Regions from separate parts of the Hordeum vulgare genome. Here region 2 is linked to region 1. A link is a contact called in public Hi-C data. All regions are on one chromosome and are shown on one strand. The core of a region is the stretch at or near the end of the contact, and the rest is flanking DNA. Distances in the headings are between cores, read along the strand shown.

Region 1 (2,700 bases), core at 37-2,536:
ACTTTCTTGACATGCATCGGAATCTCAGAGATCATCAAATGCACGCGCAACTACTCAATGATTTGGTGGAGCATATGTGGACACATAATAAAAATTAAAGAGCGGACGATTGAATGTGCACTTTAAATAAAATTGATATAAACACTTTTTATGTTCGATACCAACATTAGTTTTATGTGCAACATTTAGTTTCTATAATCGACTTACGTGATTTTACATAGATTTAAGAATCCGGATATGAAATATATGGATACCCAGAATAAAATATGAGAAACCGTCCAAGTACATTCGCGGATGTGTCCGCAGGCTTTTGAAGGATCGAATTTAGGCCCTGTTTGGAACCATAATAGATTATGATAATCTGGATTATGAACATAGATTATATAATCTGGTTTATAAAAATAATCCAGGTGGGCATGTTTGGAGGCCAGATTATATAAACTGTAAACCAGCTTTTAAATTGTACAACGACATGTTTGCCCTCTGTTTACAAGGAAAAATAGGAAAGTGGCGGTGGCACTGCGTAATTCTCTTGAAGTTTACGAGGGTAACACGTCATTTGTAATGTATAATCTCATTTTAGCTGGGGTAGACCAGATTATGAGATTATAATAATCTGGTCATCTAGTTTATAAAATCTACAATATAAACTGTCCTGTTTGAAAATATAATATATTATAAAACCAGATTATATAATGTATTTCAAACAGGGCCTTACATGGTTCGATTGTTGATGCCCTTACTGTGCTGCGAGTAATGGCGACCCGGGCGGCGACACGTGTAGCACGATCCGCCTTCGGAGACGCGCTCCTCCGGTCCCGCCCCAGCGCACCCGCCTACCCTGGCCGGTGCCCCACGCCATGCCATGCCATGCCGTCCCCGCCCGCCCGCCCACCGCACTGATTGGCACTGCACCGCGGACACTGTTTGGTTCGCGGACGGATCACCCGCCGCCCCAGTCCATGCACCCATCCACTGCGGCACAGGCCGGGGCAAATTAATGATCGGCGGGCGCCACGGCGAGCCCCCCACCCACACCCCTCCGTTCCATTTCCGGTGCCGCTGGTGGGCCGTGGCTCGGGCGACGGGTGCGCTGCACCAAGAAGATGATTGATCCGTCCTCGCTTTCATTTGCCCATCGATCGACGATCCCCCACCCGATTTCGGATCGATCGGAACTTTACTCCTGCGAATCTGCGAGCTCGCGACGTTAGTGCTCCTTCCATGGCTGACCCATCCACGTGTTTTTAATGCGTGTTTTATGAGGGTCTCTGTTGCCACGGCCCGACGGCAGCAGCAGAGTGGGAGGGGAACTGGGTATAACCTGGGACCTGGCGACATGCCGCCGCGCACCCGGGGCCTCGCGCGTACGGGTCCATGAACCGATCTCCGCGGCATGATGCATGCATCAACATCCAACATCCAAGCATGCATGCATGCTCTCCTTTGTGTAAAGGAGAAGCGCCAGCATGCATCAGCTGACAGGCTATGTGTCCAAGGGTCGCTGTATCAGTCATGAGTCATCTGAACTCAAAGCAAAGCAGGTGCATCTCTTCAACGCAGTATGCACGCGCGGCGATGGGAGAAGGAGAAGGGATTCTTGCGGTGGCATCTCAGGCCTCTTCTGTTTCTACCTGCTGCGTCATATTCACGTCTGTCGCTGTCGCTTGAAAGCCAACAGATGGACGTATAATGATGATCAGTAACTACCGATAACATAAGCACTTGCTTAACCAACGTCCTATGCTGTCATGCACGACCAGTTGCTGTATTGATGTGGATGTAGTACTACTGAATGTACTACGTGGAGCATTTTTGATTGTAGAACCGGTGCTAGAACTTTGACCGGATCAGTTCAGTGGCTTCCAGAATGTTGAGTATATTTAGCATTTATATCTGTATACCTAACCCACCTCATAGATTTGTGTATAGTTGAGATGTGACCTATCTTATACTGTACATCATATATATCGTGCGCTTGCATCCGATTAATACATCGAAAGTCGCATTATATACGGCTACATGGTACCAGCCTTACCACAATCCCTACCCTAGCCGCCGTCGCCTCCTCCGGCCACCGCGTGCGCCTCCCTCCACCCATGCCGCTTCCCTCCTCCAATTGCCGCCGCAACCCTACTCCCACGCACCTCTCCCTCCTATCTACCCTAACCCTAGATCACCTCCACCGGCGCCGTCCTAACCCTAACCCTACCCACTTCGTCGCTCTCTCCTGCCGACGCCATGTCCTCCTCCGGCTGCAGCAACAACCCCTTCGGTTGCTCCTTCGACTCCGACTCCGAGGTTCCCGCCCTCCCAGCAGCAGCAGTGCAACGACGGCGATGACAACCGTCGTCGTGGTCGCGGTGGCAACCGCACCTGTGGCGGCGACTGCGGTCAGCCGCGCTTCTCCAACACGTAGGCTCCATAGCCTTGGAATGGGGACTACAACCCCTGGACGGGGGTCGTGCATGCCTATAGGATGCCTGTGTCGCGGCCCCCCGCTCCGGGTCTTATTGGCCCGCATCCGCCGACGCACCAAGCTATTCTCGCCATGCAGCAGCCGCGCTACAACGCCCCCGCGCAGCCTGGCCAAGTCAGCCTTCTCGATCTGCCGCTGGCTTACGCCCCCGCTCCGACTGGCGCCCCTACAGCGCCTACGGTGGCCAGCCCGGCCACCACGAGTATCCCTCGATGGACCCG
Region 2 (2,785 bases), core at 172-2,671, 200 kb before region 1:
GGGAGGGAGCGTCGTCAGAATGTGGGCGTGAGCAGGTTGAGGAGCGACACCCTGGCGTTCACGAGCGCGCGGTACACCTGCTCGCCGCTGGCCTCGGCGGCGGCCACGCACTCCTCGAGGCCGCGCACCCGGCCCATGGCCGCCTTCCTCTCCTCCTCCTCCTCGTTGCAGTAGTCCTCGAACGAGAAGGACACGGTCCTCCGCCGGCGGAGGAGGTCCGTGACCAGCCACATGGGGCTGGCGGGGGCGCGGGCGGGGGAGTATGGCGTCGGGGTCCTCGGGGACGGGACGGCGCTGGCGGCGGACTCGGCGGACGCGGACGAGAGTCCGGAGAAGATGGCGGCGGACGCGGCGGCCACGGCGGCCGTGGCCGCCGCGAAGGCGTCGGCGAGCGTGATCTCGTCCAGGTCGTCGTCGGGGGAGGCGCGGTGGCAGAGGTCCCGGGCCGAGGACGCGAGGCGGGAGACCTCCCTGGCGGCGCGGCGCTGCGCGCGGAGCGCCGCGGCGAGGCGCACGCCGTCGCGGCGGCGCAGCGCCGAGTGCGCCTCGTTGAGCAGCTGGCGGAGCGCGACGAGCGAGTCCCGGAAGCAGCCGTGGAGGTCGGCGAGGAGGAGCAGGTCGTCGAGCAGCTGCTCCGTCCACGGCCGGCGGAGCGCGTCCCGCGCCTGCGGGTGGTGGAGCATGGCGGACAGCCCCGCCAGCACCTGCCCCGCCCGCTCGGCCCCGTCGGCGACCCACGCGGGGCCCGTCTGCGCGGGCTCGTCCGCCCACCGCAGCAGCGCGCGCGCCGAGTCGTGCAGCGCCGCCACCAGCGGGTGGAGGCGCACCGGGAGGCTGATGGAGCGCACGCGCGCGTACGACGACAGCTTCTTGGGCCGCGCGCAGTCCAGCAGCGCCGACTTGGGCGACGTGAGCGCGTCCAGCGCCCGCCGGAACCCCACTGCCATCGCCGCTCTCTGCCTGCTGTGCTCGCCGTCCTCTGCCTTTTCGATCGGGCGTTTGATCCTTGGATGTGGTCTCGGTGTGGGCTGCTGGTGATGGGGGAGGCGGTGTTTTATACTGATGTTTATACGTGGAGCGAGTGTGGTAGTAGTGGAGCGGAGCCCGCACGGGTGGGCGCTGGGCTGTGGAACACGTTTGACTGCGCGAGCAAGAGTCGGTTGTTGGCTAGCTTGGCCGTTCTATTTTTCTTCTAAAGAAAGAAGTTCGTTAGCTTGACGCCGAAGAAATATGCTTGCAAAGCCAGCCAACTTGTGGGAGAAGCCTACCTAGCCAGCGCCCACCCAGGGTAGAAAAGGAAACTATACGAGGCTAAGCAACGAAAAGTTACCGTCTGCGGCGAGGCTTGGAGCATCTTTTGATGCGAGACGGGGTGCTGTCTTTGGAGGGTGTGATGATATATGAAGCCGGTCATGTCAAGTTAAGCGAACCAACCATTGCCGCCAATGATCCAGGAGAGGAGCTCCAGCTGTGCGTACGCAGGTCTGGCTCGTGTCATGTGCGCTCTGGGAATAATGGAGCGAGTACGCATGGACTGATGGTCCAAGCAAAGTCATGTTATCATAATATATATGCACGTTAATCATTTTCCGGCCTGTCGTGTTTATACTTGCAGGGAGTAAGTAATACTGGTATTATATATATTTTTTTTTGAATTTTATGTATTTTCTTTCGCGGCTATTGTACCTAGACAATAATAACGTTATTTTTAGAAAGGATTGATGGAAGAATAAAAGCAGAGATACCTTCAGTTCGATCCTTCTATAGGCAAATAATGTAGACGGGCTTGCATTTTGAGGGTCATGAAGGTATTGCTTCTTGTGCACATCAAATATATATAGCACTAAAATAGACAAATATCTACAACAAATATGTATAAGTTTACTCCTTCCGTTCAATGAAGATTTAGATGAGATCTCGAAGAGAGGCCCGACGTTACCCCCCCCCCCCCCCCCCCCCCCCCCGCGCGCGGGCGACTCGGGCGAACACCCTAGCCGTTGCCCGCCAACGTTCCTCCTCCGCCCTCCTCACCTGCCGCCGCCGGCAAGCTCCACCGGGCAAAGCCTGATTGGGGTCGGTGGCAGGAGGCCCTCCCTTCCCCGCTCGTTTGGCTTGCTGCACGGGGGCAGTCTCGTAAGGCGGTGATGTGGGCAGCCGTGGCGGGTGGCCGGTGTCTGGCTCGCGCTGGCCGGCGCGCCAGTCAGGCAAGGTGACACGCGTGCGCACCCGAGGCGTGAGTTGGGCGACGGATGCGCGGGGTCCGGGAGTCGCTGCTGCGCCAGATCTGGGGTGGGCAGTCTGTGCGGCTGGAACGACAAGCAGAGGCCAACGAGGTGAGCGCATGCGGGCGCCTGCGCGCTTGGTCCGCAATGCGCAGGAGGCGTCCCAGCGCAGTTGCGCCGCTGCGTGCGGGGCATGGGCGGTTGCCAGTTCCAAGAAGGCGAAGGTGCATGGTGCTCAGGCGTCGTTCCCCTGGATTTGCGGCCTGTCGGTTGCAGGAGGCGCACAGACGTCGTCCCTAGTGCGGATCTGCTGGGTGGCGGCCTCATGACTCTAGCGGACTAGCCGGTGGCTTGGATCAGCAGCCGTGTGGGCGGACGACCGGTCTTGTGTTGCATCTGGTGGGAGGAATCAGTGCGATGGTGGTTCGGGAGGCTCGACGCTGCTGCGGGTGTGGAGGTCATGATGGCGGTGGCTGGAGGGAGACGAATGGTGTCGGTGCGGTGGTTGCATCCTTCGTCGGTAGATGAATGGCCCGCACGCGTTGCATCCTTGAGGAGTCGAA

What was found. A called contact is a pair of places that touch in the nucleus more often than the background predicts.
Region 2: a contact with region 1 is called in a Hi-C map of seedling, with 6 times the contacts expected there. The contact joins two enhancer-like sites. A contact is called at or near these places in 2 of 6 Hi-C or Micro-C datasets (leaf and seedling).

The regions. Positions count from the first base shown.
Region 1 is chr1H:366,809,202-366,811,901 of MorexV3_pseudomolecules_assembly, reverse strand. No RefSeq gene overlaps it. Among protein-coding and RNA genes, the nearest start is that of LOC123437615, 210 kb to the left of the region's middle. Within about 2 kb of position 1,286, at least 3 of the 3 cell types and tissues checked have open chromatin away from gene starts, as enhancers often do. A contact at or near this core is called in leaf and seedling, where this site is marked.
Region 2 is chr1H:367,006,212-367,008,996 of MorexV3_pseudomolecules_assembly, reverse strand. No RefSeq gene overlaps it. Among protein-coding and RNA genes, the nearest start is that of LOC123437615, 12 kb to the left of the region's middle. Within about 2 kb of position 1,421, at least 3 of the 3 cell types and tissues checked have open chromatin away from gene starts, as enhancers often do. A contact at or near this core is called in leaf and seedling, where this site is marked.